4 separate regions of the Mus musculus genome follow, and regions 2, 3 and 4 are each linked to region 1. Evidence: chromatin contacts called from public promoter capture Hi-C data. All regions are on one chromosome and are shown on one strand. The core of a region is the stretch at or near the end of the contact, and the rest is flanking DNA. Distances in the headings are between cores, read along the strand shown. Region 1 has its middle 8.6 kb from the start of Gm40122. Region 2 holds the start of Ahcyl1 (S-adenosylhomocysteine hydrolase-like 1). Region 3 overlaps Gm40121 (a long non-coding RNA gene). Region 4 holds the start of 4933431E20Rik (RIKEN cDNA 4933431E20 gene).

The links. Promoter capture Hi-C pulls out the DNA fragments that hold promoters and counts their contacts.
Region 2: a promoter capture Hi-C map of the HPC-7 cell line shows a contact between it and region 1. The contact joins the promoter of Ahcyl1 here to the enhancer-like site in region 1. A contact is called at or near these places in 19 of 39 promoter capture datasets (the 3T3-L1 cell line, the C10 cell line, the HPC-7 cell line and 13 more), 1 of 15 datasets of contacts at CTCF or cohesin (the NIH/3T3 cell line), 32 of 484 Hi-C or Micro-C datasets (B cells, the C2C12 cell line, CD4 T cells and 21 more), 9 of 115 datasets of contacts at active chromatin or transcription factors (bone marrow-derived macrophages, embryonic forebrain, embryonic hindbrain and 5 more) and 1 of 9 other capture datasets (adipose tissue).
Region 3: a promoter capture Hi-C map of cranial neural crest shows a contact between it and region 1. The contact joins two enhancer-like sites. A contact is called at or near these places in 13 of 39 promoter capture datasets (the 3T3-L1 cell line, the C10 cell line, the HPC-7 cell line and 8 more) and 4 of 484 Hi-C or Micro-C datasets (brown adipocytes, embryonic fibroblasts, embryonic stem cells and 1 more).
Region 4: a contact with region 1 is called in a promoter capture Hi-C map of the HPC-7 cell line. The contact joins the promoter of 4933431E20Rik here to the enhancer-like site in region 1. A contact is called at or near these places in 19 of 39 promoter capture datasets (3T3-L1-derived adipocytes, the C10 cell line, the HPC-7 cell line and 12 more), 1 of 15 datasets of contacts at CTCF or cohesin (the NIH/3T3 cell line), 2 of 484 Hi-C or Micro-C datasets (the Patski cell line and bone marrow-derived macrophages), 1 of 115 datasets of contacts at active chromatin or transcription factors (forebrain) and 3 of 9 other capture datasets (adipose tissue, embryonic stem cells and liver).

What each region holds. Positions count from the first base shown.
Region 1 is chr3:108,165,244-108,168,279 of GRCm38.p6, reverse strand. No RefSeq gene overlaps it. Among named protein-coding and RNA genes, the nearest start is that of Gm40122, 8.6 kb to the left of the region's middle. Within about 2 kb of position 1,644, at least 99 of the 459 cell types and tissues checked have an H3K27ac peak or open chromatin away from gene starts, as enhancers often do. A contact at or near this core is called in the HPC-7 cell line, bone marrow, cerebellum and 9 more, where this site is marked.
Region 2 is chr3:107,695,120-107,698,155 of GRCm38.p6, reverse strand. It overlaps Ahcyl1 (S-adenosylhomocysteine hydrolase-like 1), which reads left to right and starts at 1,596. Exons shown (of 17, transcript NM_145542.4): 1 at 1,596-1,998. The coding sequence starts at 1,879. It overlaps Gm40121 (a long non-coding RNA gene), which reads right to left and starts at 1,931. Exons shown (of 3, transcript XR_003954675.1): 1 at 1,427-1,931.
Region 3 is chr3:107,738,118-107,741,153 of GRCm38.p6, reverse strand. The region is part of intron 1 of Gm40121 (a long non-coding RNA gene); the gene reads right to left. Csf1 (colony stimulating factor 1 (macrophage)) reads left to right here. Exons shown (of 9, transcript NM_007778.4): 9 at 1-106. Among named protein-coding and RNA genes, the nearest start is that of Csf1, 21 kb to the left of the region's middle. Within about 2 kb of position 1,498, at least 182 of the 459 cell types and tissues checked have an H3K27ac peak or open chromatin away from gene starts, as enhancers often do.
Region 4 is chr3:107,894,759-107,897,794 of GRCm38.p6, reverse strand. It overlaps 4933431E20Rik (RIKEN cDNA 4933431E20 gene), which reads left to right and starts at 1,582. Exons shown (of 3, transcript NR_015459.1): 1 at 1,582-2,152. Gstm5 (glutathione S-transferase, mu 5) reads right to left here and starts at 1,941. Exons shown (of 8, transcript NM_010360.2): 1 at 1,797-1,941; 2 at 1,422-1,497; 3 at 1,105-1,169; 4 at 426-507; 5 at 233-333. The coding sequence starts at 1,841.

The DNA of each region.
Region 1 (3,036 bases), core at 395-2,894:
GACAGATGGCTCACCGTCAGACAGAGTGGAGCCCAGTGGTCTCTGCTAAGCCTCTTAGGTAGTCACTGCTCCTTTCCATTACTGAAGTTCATCTGATAGATGACTCTGGTGGTGTAACCAACATGCCCGTGACAGTCCTAGATCTCATCACTGTTCTAAGAGCCCTGAGCAGAGGTTGGGGACTGGGAGCAAGGGTAGGGGTGGGGATGAGGGTAGGGGGTGTTTTCTGATTTGGTGGAGAAGATCTCACCTTGAGCAAAGCCTCTTCCCAGGGACACAGCCTCCTCATCTGTAACACACATTCCCAGTGCCCTTCCCTTCCATGTGCTTCTACTTAGAGCCAAGTACTGGTTTCTAAGGGCTGGAACTCAGCTGGATAGAGTTCAAGTCTAGAATTCAGACCACTGTCTGTCTGTCTGTCTGCCTGTCTGTGCTTCATTCACGACGGACTCTGCAGGGGCTGTCCTAGCAGTCCGGAGAGCAGAGGAGGTTGTATGTAGCTGGCCTCTGTTCACAGGGGCAGAACCGCTGTCTGGCACTGCAGCAGCTGGGGCTCTGAGAGGCCTAGGGACTCTCGCGGTTTCTCATGGCCGTGCTGTGTGGGAAGAAGGGCAAAAGCGAACACTCCTCTCCCACCTCTGCCAGAAACTCGAGGACATGAGCCTGGGAGACCTCAGGGCTCCGTGAAAACTCAATGTGGGATGCTTGCGAGGGGTGGCTGAGGCCCGGAAGGAGCATCTGACAGAAGACGACTCAGGCAGGCACGGCAGAGCTCAACACTCAGCCTCACCATCTCTCACTAAATCAAATGAGAGAGAAGCCCATGATTTTTCAGAGGTTTCCCCCCACCCCCACCCCAGGTTTGACACTTTAAAACTCTGAAAGTAAAGAGTCAGTTTACTAAGCAATTCTGGGCTCCCTCGAACTCCTGGGGTCAGGTAGCTTGCCTCAGGTGTCACCCAGCTGAGCCTCAGGCCAGGGACGGGGTGTGGGGGGCAGGGGAGAGCTGTCATCTCTTCCTTCCATCACCCCTATTCCCTAAGGATCAGAAGAGCTGTCATTTCCCCATCTCACAGGAAACCAAACCCAACTGAGCCCAGGGGCACACTGAAGTGGCCAGGGGCCAAGAGAAGCAGCTGCCTTGGGTGTCATCTTGCTGCAGGAGTGGAGAGGACCTGGACTTTTAAGGTCCCCTTTGAGACTGGGTAGGTAATACGAGTCTTTCCCCTCCCATTACCCTGGGAGAGAAGGTTGGAATGGTCCCCAGAACTGGGCCAGCACTGGCCCCAAAGTGTGTCTATCTCACTCACCAAGCTCCCAGATGGTTAGAGCTGGGTTTCCACGTGTGAACTCGAAGCTTGTGCGCAGGAGGCAGCCTTTGAGAGAAACACAGCCCAGAGAGCCAGGGGAGGCAGCCACCAAGCTGTTTCCCCCACACACAGACAGGGTATTGATCCTGCTCGCTCACTCCCCCCCCCCCCCCCCCCCCCCGCCTTTTCTCCACTTCATGGCGCAGCTAATGGCCTGGAAAAGACTGGCCAGCTGTTCCCCAGCTGTGACATAATGAGCCCAGGGACGATCAATGCCGTTCCGGTCTCTAATTAGGCCGGGAACTGGCTGGGGTGAAAGTGTGGCCTGTTTCCTGAGGGTGCAGCTTCCACTCCAGTCCCCAGCTGCATTTTGCTGGCAGCCACCTGGGCCCCTGCATCTGCACCCTGGAGGAATAGACAGGGCCCTCCAGTGGCCATTGAGAGGGTTTCTGGCCCAGAATTCTGTCTAGGGAGGCAGAAGTAGAGGCTACAGAATCTCTCTCTCTCTCTCTCTCTCTCTCTCTCTCTCTCTCTCTCTCTCTCTCTCTCCCTCCCTCCCTCCCTCCCCTTCTCTCTCTCTCTCTCTCTCTCTCTCTCGTGTGTGTGTGTGTGTGTGTGAGAGAGAGAGAGAGAGAGAGAGAGAGAAAGAGAGAGAGAGAGATGGCTTCCCCTTGCTTGCTGTCATATCCTATTCTCTGCTTGCAGTCACTTGGTGCAGTGGTCTTCAACCCTGGTCCCCGCCAGCTCCATAGGCCTGAGGCTCTGTCGAGGACTCTCCCAGACACAGGTCCCAGATACCCAAGCCAGAGGCTAAAGGCAAGTCTGGCCGCTGGCCCAGCCTCCCTCTGCTATTCCTTCCCTCATCCAGGGAGGCAGGGACCAGCGCTTCAGTGTGCTCAGTGCAGGGGAGGAAGTAAAAGGTGTACATTCAAGCAGAGACAGGAGGAGAGTGGAGAGCTGACCCAAAGCCTGGAGCCAGAGAGGAGGAGGGAGGAAGGAGGGAAACAAAAGAGCCAAATAAGAAAGGCAGAAAAGGCGAGAAAATGGGGCAGTCAGTCCAAAGAACGGGAAGCTTAGGGAAAAGAACCAGGCCACGCCTTGTGCTCTGTGCTCGGAGGGTCAGCCCCCAAGCGTGGGATCAGATGCCCCACTAGGGAAGCTGAGGTGCCACAGAGACTCTCCAGGGGCCTGGTGTGTAATTTCAGGACCAGGAAGAGAATGGTTGGGGTCAGAAGGGCACAAGGCAAGAGCAGGGGTGTGTGGGCGGGGCTGCCTTGAGGGCTGAACAGGCCAGTGAGCTGTGCTCTCTAAGTACTGGGGGAGCTGAGAGCAAAGTCAGAAGAAGAGGAGGGGGTATTTTAGGATCCCCAAGAAGGCTCTGGAGGGAGGGGCCTGGGATTTCTGCAGCCTCTAATTCAGAGCAAGTCAATATGGCCCCGTGGTTTTTAGGGGTAGCCTGGGTTGAAGAGTATACATTGCCAGCCAGCCCTAGCACCATTTGAAACTTCAAACACAAACCGATCAGACCCAATTGATTATGTTTATCCCTTTCTTGGGCCATCCCCGACTCCTGGGCACTCTTTCTGTCTGGCTGTGATTCCAAGAAGAGACCCATTTGGAGAGACCAAAGTGTCCAGTTTCGTTCATCTTCTATCCCACCTGCCCAGGCAGTGAGCCTTTGAAGCGTCAGGGCCACAGATGGAGCCCGCCAGGAGCTACCCAAAGA
Region 2 (3,036 bases), core at 347-2,846, 470 kb after region 1:
AGAGATCAAAGCCAGCCTGGGTTACATAGTGAGACCCTCTCACAAACAACCCAGAACCCAGTGAGGTGCTGGATATAAAAGAATGAGCTTAGAGAGGATTTAGTGGAAAGGCTCTCAGGAGGACTTATTCTCAGCATAGTGGGGAAGAATCTGGCTTCTCAGAGTCCACCCAAGAGAGAAGAGTGAAGCAAAGGAATGAAAAAGGAGCCACAGGAAACAGCTAGATGCGGAGTATACTAGAGAGCTTTGAGGGAGATTGTGGTCATTGAGAAATCCCAATGGTGAGATAGATGGCTGAAATCTCTTTTTGGAACATTTCAGAAATGTAATTGTAGACTGTTTGCTATGTGATGTAACCTCTCCCCTTTGACCAACAAACCTTCATTAAAAGTTCTGCTACATGTTATAGCCTCATTTTTTGTGGTTTAGGAGTAAGAGTTGGAAAGAGAAAGGGGCTGATGTGACTACAAGAGCTAAAGAAACAGTTGTAAGACTGGAATAGTGAGTAATGTTTCAGATGAGGCAGCAAACTAGAGCCAGAGATGACCATGAAAACCTAAGTCCCCTCAGTAATTCACAGAAATCCTGGGGACAACATTGTACTTTCCACAGGACATAGGAATTGGAGCCAATGTCATTTGAATGACTCTCAAAGGATAAGATACCGCAGTTGACCCCAGCTTACGAATAGGCTTTCCCTTCCCAAATGGATGGGTTCTTGGAAAACATAAATATGCCACATGCACCTCTACCATCCCAGGGCCTTTATACGGGGGCTGTACACAGTAGAATCCAGAAACTGTGCGAGTCCAAACTGAACGTTCTGCACTACACTCACTGAGAGTGGAGCTGGCAGGGAGAGCCTACTGCCTAGAGAGCATGGAGCAGGAGAACCCATTTGGCTGGGACTTTTTCTCAATCTGCCCTGTTCTCTGCCCTCTGACCAACCCATCAACCTTATCTTAATGACCTCTTCACATCAGCACTGCAGCCTGAAGGTCTTGTAAACAGACAAGGCCCAGGAGGAGATGGTGATGGAGGTCATAAAGGGTTGTGTAGAAACCAGACTGCTCTCAGCTTGTTCTGCACCCCTGTGAAGTAAAAAAGCAAACACTGTCCCCTGGAAATGGACTTCTGGCCCAAAGGGCCCAGGGTGTGGGCCGGGAGTAGGCTGTCTCTAACACTGAATTTTCCCAAAAAGGGCCGGGTAAAATGTGTCCGGTGGGACTCTGGTTTATGCTCCCAAGCATCGCTCTTGATATGCCATCTTCCCGATCCCCGATGCTCTGCCACCTCCCCATGCTGAGGTTTCCTGGGGAGTTGGTAGTCCAAAGACCCTTAGTCTTGTGGCATCTTTATAGGAGTCACACTCGGCTCAATAGGGCTGATGGCACCACCTGGCGGCAGACAAGGTTCAACTACTCACCCTGGGACGTTCATCACCGAGGCGCAGGAAAGGAGGGGCGATTCCTGCGGCCCGGCCCAGCATGTTGACGTCACCAGAGCGCGCCATTTGTCCCCGCCTCTTTCCGCCCCCCTCTCCTTGGGGCTGCCAGTACTTGACGTGGCGTCTCCGCCCTCTACCCTTACTTTGCGTGCGTGCTTGCGTGTGGCGGAGGTGGCTGCGCGGGCAGGTCGGAGCTGCGTGCTGTTGCTTCTGGTTCTGTGGCCGCCGTCGCTGTCCGGCAGGCTCCGGTCTCGGAGCCGACGAGGCGCGCGCGCGCGGGTCCCAGCCCTTCGGAAGCCCAAGCAGCTCGGCGCGGGGCCTGGCGGGAAGGCGGGCGAGCGCGTGGCCGAGGGCGCCGCGCGGACGGGCGGGCGCCCGTGAGGGAAAGAGGCGGGGGCGGCGGGTTAGCCGCGGGCCGGGCCGGCCGGGGGATGTCGATGCCTGACGCGATGCCGCTGCCCGGTGTCGGGGAGGAGCTGAAACAGGCCAAGGAGATCGAGGACGCCGAGAAGTACTCCTTCATGGCCACGGTCACCAAGGCTCCCAAGAAGGTGCGGGGCTCTGGGTGGCGGCGAGGGCCCTCGAGGAAGGGGCGCGAGCAAGCCCCGGGCCCGGACTCGGGTAGTTCGGGACTTAGGGCTAGGGTTTGGGGTGCTCAGGACCATTGACACGATGTAGTGGGTGGCCGGTGAGCGGCGATGGGCCTAGCTGGAGCCAAAGAGGCCGCTCTGACCTCGCTTTTCTTTGTCCCTCGGCCGGAGTCCTCCTGGATCTTACTGAAGCCCGACAGGGCCAGGCCTTAAATTCGCGACTGACTTTTCCTGGATGGAGGGCCTTGAAGACGAGATTGGGAGGGGGTGAGCGACTCAGCTGACCCCTGTGACCTGTCCAGGGGATGAGGTTGTGCAGGAAATTTCCCCTCAGGTGAGTGGGGGAAATCAGGCAGCTCTTTTTCAAAGCATCTTCTTGGGGGAGAATTGGCCGTTCGACCAACAACTGCGTGATCGCTTAGAGGCAAGAGGAAAGAATCGTATGAACTGGTTTATGCAGCTGACGGTTCTAAAAGCAACAAGAGATGGAAAGGCAAAATGGTAATCGCCGTGCAGTCTTCCACCTGCTAGGAAGTATGTGAGAAAGGAAAATTTAGAGGTTGGTGACAGTAGACACTGTCATGGATGCAGGTTGATCGCAGTCATGTGAATAGATCACTTAGACATCCCTCCAGAAAGGAGCTTGGGTGGGTTGGGGAGGTGGGTGGGAAGAAATGATTGCTCATTCTTTACTGCACTTACAAGTTCAGCCTATTGTGCTGGGGGTTGAGCTCAAAGGACATCCTTCTATGGCTCTTGGAAAAGGTGATCTATGGAGGGCTGAGTCTAACTAGCTCTCTCAGTGGTAGGGTCGGGGTCTCCAGTGCTTTCTGTCGAACCTTTGCTGACCCTTCCTCTAACCTGGTACCCAATTAGCAGTGGAACAAGGAGGTGACCTTTCTGAAATAGTTTCCTCTTGTATAAAGTCTCTTCACAATCAATCCTGCCTACAGTATTTGTAGGGTTCAAGGATGATATAGATTCAGCTGAGCAAGGTTT
Region 3 (3,036 bases), core at 249-2,748, 430 kb after region 1:
GAAGTGGTGAATTATTTTATATAAGGTCATTTAAATATCTATTTAAAAAATAGGAAGCTGCTTTTATATTTAATAATAAAAGAAGTGCACAAGCTGCCACGTGTGAGTCATGGGAAAACTTGTTTTTGGGGCGTGGGCAACAACAGTAGGTGGGAGGGAGCCAGCTCAGAGATTTTTTTCAAGGTGCATGGAGAAAGCTTTCTCCCGATTCCAGTCTTGTTTCTAAAGCCTTCTGTACTATTGATGTCCAAAGGCATTCATCTGCATATCTGTTTAATAGGAAAAGGACAGAAAGCAGCCAAAACCTCAGGCCTGGCTGCTACCCCCACCACACCACCTCAAGCCCAACCCAGCCCAGCCTGGGAAAATGGCTGGTTGGGCTCTTTCCAAGGGCCCCAGGGGTCTGAAAGGAGGAATCCATCTCCAGGACCACAGATCCCTGCTGTCCAGGGGAGGGAGAGAGGGCAGGTCCATTAGGGTGCTGATGTATTTAGGTGCTAGTAGGCTGGAAAGTGAACAAGCCTAGTAAGGAGAGAAGCTGCGATTGCAGAGAGGTATTAGACCTGTTCGTTCTTCCTATTAGTAGAGGGAAACCAAAGATAGGGACTTCCCTGGGGAGATGTGTCAGAGTGGACCAGAGCAGGTAAAGGTCCTGGTAGGCACAAATACCCCCCAGCCCCCACCCCTGGCAAAACTTAGACAACAGGGGCTTTCCTGTTTCAGGCAATATAATGGACAAAGTTTTAGAAGAGAAGTGCCCAACCCTGACTTAATGTCGAATTATCTGGGTTGTTTCCAAAAATCCTGATATCTAAATCCTGCCCTACTACACAATCAGAATCTCAGGGTGAGGCTCAGGTACCAGGTGCCAGAATTATCAAGACACCTCAGTGATTTAAGTGTGAGCCTCTGGACACATGCTGGGCCATCAGGGCCTGACTGTTCTGCCAGCTAAGTGACAGAGCTGGAGTTCTACCCTAGGTGAACCATCTGATGTTGTGTAATAGAGATGTATGGCTGGTGGGCGGAGCTGATAGAATGCTGGAGGGTAAGATGCCCTCCATTACTGTTTCACAGGCAGAGTTAAGAACTCTAGCTTAGAGATCTGAGCAGCAGGGCTCAGCCAAACCTCTAAACCTCTATCCGGCCAGAGGCAGGAAAATGAATCAGAAGCAACTAGGAAGAAACCTGAGGTTAACCTCTTGCAGACCGTGGGCCTCTGCAAGAGGGTAGAGGGGACACTGGTGGGTGTCCCATGGCCCCTTATAGAAGGCCCTAAAGTTAGTAGAGGAGTGTAGTGACTTTGCAGCTCTGGAGGAAAGTCCCGATTTCCCAGGGCAGGCCCCTCTGTCAGTGAAGCACATTTGTTCCTTGGGTTTCCTTTTTAGTTTGTTGAGGGTAGCGGGTGACCAGACTCTGCTGTCCTGGATGCTGGAATTGCTGAGGGAGCAGAGTAGTTCATGCCAGCTCCTGAACATAGAGTGACTGGCTCTCTCCACCTCAGCTGCCACAGACCACAGAAAATCCCACAGGCCGATCCCCATGGCTCTGTTTAGAGTCCAGGCTCTCAGCACCATGCCTGGTAGTTGGAAGTCTGAGGAGGTTATGGATAACAGCCACTGCAGTACACTGAGTCCCAGGGACACAGGGCTGCAAGTGAAGAGTGGGCTCAGTGCCTTCTCAGGGAAGAAACAACAAAGACAAAGGACCCTGCAAAGCAAGGACAAATGTCATAATGCAAAGTCACCAGGGGGAGTGCAAGAAGAAACACCCTATGCTTTTGTCACCAAAGTGCAAGCATGTTCTCCAAAGAGAAGAAAAATCTGAAGATATCGCAAGGCCAGCAGGAAGGAGACATGAAAACTAGGATCTGGGCATGGTGATGCATGCCTGTAATCCAGCTGAGGACGCTGAATCAGGAGGATCACAAGTTCAAGGCCAGTCTAGGCTGCATTAGTGAGTTCAAAACATTGAAGAGAGACGGGAGGGGCAAAAAAAAAAAAAAAAAAAAAAAAAGAGGGGGGGGGAGAAAGAAGGGAGAGAGGGGAGGATGAAGGGTGGGAGGGAGGGGAGAGATGAGGGCCTCTTACATGGGAAGGCTGAGGTTGTAGGTCAGTGGTAAGCACCTGTTTAGCATGCACAAGGTGCTGGGTTTGGTCTCCAGTACTGCAAGAAGAAAAAATTTAAGGATCCCAATATATCCAAGAAACCTCCTCCTTCAGCTTTCTTTTTCTGTTCTGACTCCAACTCTGAAATCAAAGAACATCCCAGCACATCTTTTGGTGATGCTGCTGCAAAGAGACTGGGAGTTATGGAAGAACTCTGCCTCAAGTGGCAAGTAGCCTGAACAGAGGCTGCTGAGCTGAAGGGAGAAACACAGAGCACAGTGCTGCAGACTGAGCTCAGGGGAAACCTAGTGCTACAGAAAAGAGCATCCTTAAGCATCCTCAAGTATCCTCACTGGAAACAGCAAGAAGAGGGAAGAAAGACACGGTGAAGGCAATATTGGTAAACAAGTTGCTTTTATCAATCTTTCTTGCCTGCAAATCACTTAATCCACCCATATACAACTTGCTCCTTTTAAGGGAAAAATTGAAATATAGAGAGAGCTAAGATTTTGGTTAGTTCAACCTGACAACCTGAGTCGGATCCCTGGGAACCAACTTCTGCAAGTTGTACTTGGACCTACACACATGTTCTCGTTCTCTCTCTCTCTCTCTCTCTCTCTCTCTCTCTCTCTCTCTCTCTCATCTGTCTGTCTCATAAACACACACATGCACACACACATACACATGCACACTCATAATTTAAATTTTTAAGTATATAAAAGAAAAATTTTAAAAAGGCATACTTTTTTAAAAAGTCACTCTAGGAAACAGGGATTAATCAAGCAACTACCCAGCTAAGTCTCTAGTCATCAATAACAAATGAAGGTAGGAAGATACAGGTGCTGTGACAACTCATAATACAGACCCTAAACCAGGCTTTCAGGCAGACAAAGGTAGAGAAGGCTATAGAGAAAGGTTACATGAAGTG
Region 4 (3,036 bases), core at 333-2,832, 270 kb after region 1:
GGCAGCTTCTTTCTGCCTTTAATTGGAGAAGGCAGGATGGAGAGCTGGGGCTTTGGAAAGGAGGAGGAGCTAACACCAGACTTACAGGACAAACCACACCAAAAAATAGAGTCTGTTTCTAATCCTTCCAGTTTGGGTTGATAGAAAGATGGCAACCATAGAAGCGAGCAGAATAATCCTTAGCACTTTGGCCTGAAACCCAACAAAGGTGATTCCAGATGAGGAAACTTACGTGGTTAGAATTGTAGCAGAGGCGAACCAGCTGCATGCGGAAGTCCATGATCTGGTTCTCCATGATGTCTACTCGTATCTTTTCTTCTTCAGTGTCACCACCTGCAGCCAGATGGCAACAAATCACCCTCAGGATTGCCAACCTCCAGGTGAGCCAACTGCCTCCTCCCTCCTATCCCCTTCAGCCCACTCACACATGTTGTGCTTGCGTGCGATGTATCTCAGGATGGCGTTACTCTGGGTGATCTTGTTCTTCCCGTCCATGAGGTAGGGCAGCTAGAAGGGGAAAGTTAATGTGAACCTAGTCCTCCAGGACCGCCACTCCTCTGGAAAAGAGAAGACTTGCAAGGTGTGTGAGAGTAGAAGCCAGGAGAAATAACTAAATAAATAGAAAGTAGCACTGGGTCCTCACCTGACTCTAGACAAGGGTGCTTAATCCTGTGTGTCACTGTGAATGTATGTGTGGCATATAGACGTTTAAAAAGCAAAATGTAAATATTTTATACCTTAAAGTATGTAAAAGTAGGGTGATTATGGATACATTTAAAAAAAAAATAGGTGTTTTAACAACCAGGACACATGAGGATACATTTAGGATACCATGAAAATACCTGGAATCTATCAGTGATAAAGTCACAGACCTGGCTATCAACTCATGTCTCTTATAGCCTGCCTTTAAGAGGAGAATATTAGTGTTTCTCAGACGTTAGTAGGAAATAAAATGTTATTCTCAGTTCTGTTCAATGACCCTTGAATTCTATCCATTCTATAAACGTGAAGAGTCTCTATCTAGATGCTCCCAAGCCAGAGATGAAGTGAAAACAGATACACTTGAAGGCCTTCCCTTCTGCCCACTCCTCCAAAACCACCTACGTTAGGAAAGTCCAGATCTAGCTTGAATTTCACGTCCAGCCATTGGCTTCTATCATAGTCAGGAGCTGTAAGAGAGAAGTGGGACCCAAGCCCGTTACCGACCTAGCTGAGACTTAGACCTGTTATCTCAAGTTCCCAATCCCCAAAAACTAACCCTTGAGTTTCTGCAAAGATGGGCCTGAACAGCAAGAGATAACTCTATGGGCCTCTCTTGGCAAAGTTCCCAGCTTACAGGAGCAGGGGGTCCCACACCATCTTGGTGTGGTACAACCCTCTGGGTAAAAAACAACTGTAGCGCACCCACAGACATTCATTACCTTCCCCACAGATGTACCGTTTCTCCTCATAGCTGGTATCAGTAAACTCCAGAAGCATGCGGATAGCATGAGCCAGCTAAAAGCAGGGGATGGAGAAAGACCCCGGTCAGCGCGCCTGCGCAGTGCCCACTTGCTCGCAGGCCCCCTCCGTCAATGTCCCCAACCCAACGCTGCCAAGCTCCTGCGTCCTGTCCAGGGAAATTGTCCTTAGGCAGCCCCTTCGCTCACGCCCGGGAACTTCCAGTACCTTATTCCTCTACCCACAGTCCTGGGGACCCCATAGGTAGGCTGGAGATCGGCCCACCGGCCCCTGACCCCCGCCCGGCCGCCTGCACCTCTCTGTCCCAGAGGCTGGGCTGGCGAGGGACCACTCACCCCGCGGATATCCCAGTAACCCAGAACCATAGACTTGGATGACATTTTGGGCGATCTTAGCCCCTTCGGGGATACAGCGATGGACTGTGGGCGGCTAACTTTATACTGGACGCTGTGGGCCGGGCTGACGCGACCGAACTGTCTCCTCCTCTCTCGCTCTATGCTCCACCCGCCCTCCGCGTGGTCAGTGGGCGGTGCGCAGGCGCAGCTGCTGCGGCTCCTGAAATCCTCCGGTGTGAACTTCTCCCAGGGCTGTTGATGCTTCATCTACTCTTCTGGCAGTGGGGGCCTGGACCTTAGTTACCCGGGAAGCGTGAGTCATGTTGCACAGTTGAGCTGGCACATAAAACTACGAGGTAGGAAACGATTCAGGTATAAGGTACTTTGGGGATAGAAACATTTTCTATGTAAGATACAAATGGCTCTGTGAAGACTGAGGGAGGCTGGGGACACTAAACAGGTCCACTGTGAAAAAGGATAGGTCATGCACATTGGAAATGCCTCAAAGGACACTCCAGGAAAGAGGAGGGTAGAGCAAACACCGAAAGGTGACAAATAGCTATGCAAGATAAACAGCAGGTGCTGTCGAGTTAGGCTGGTTTATGGGAGGAGTCAAAACATTAAGCATTTGGGGCAGGTTGCAAAGGGTATGGACAGCCAGACAGACAGAGGGTGTGAGTGTTTTCTCTCTGCTCTGTGGGGAGTGTATAGGATCTAGATCATAATGTTCACTAGCAGTATAATGCAAGACAGACATATGATTGTTTTTAAATGGTTTGCTTCTAGTTTTTTTTTTTTTAAGGAGGCAATGAATCCATAGTATACTTACGTAGCCCAATATATACTGTTTCAGAATGTAGTATGAAAATTATTGAGATGTCTTCTATTTTTTTGTTTTAGTACCTTACATTTAAAACACAACTCCACTAAGGGTAACCTCATCTTTTAAAAAAGATTTATTTATTCATTTTATATATGTGAGTATACTGTCGCTCTCTCTCTTCAGTCACACCAGAAGAGGGCATTGGATCCCACTATAGACTGTTGTGAGCCACCTTGTGGTTGCTGGGAATTGAACTCAGGACCTCTGGAAGAGCAGTTGGTGCTCTTAACTGCTGAGTCATCTCTCCAGCCCCAGGTAACCTCATTCTGATGCTCAGGATCCACAAGTTAGTCGGAAAATGATAAGCATATTGTGGAGTAAAACAGCACAAAAGGGGAAAGGCCCCTTGCGGGTGGG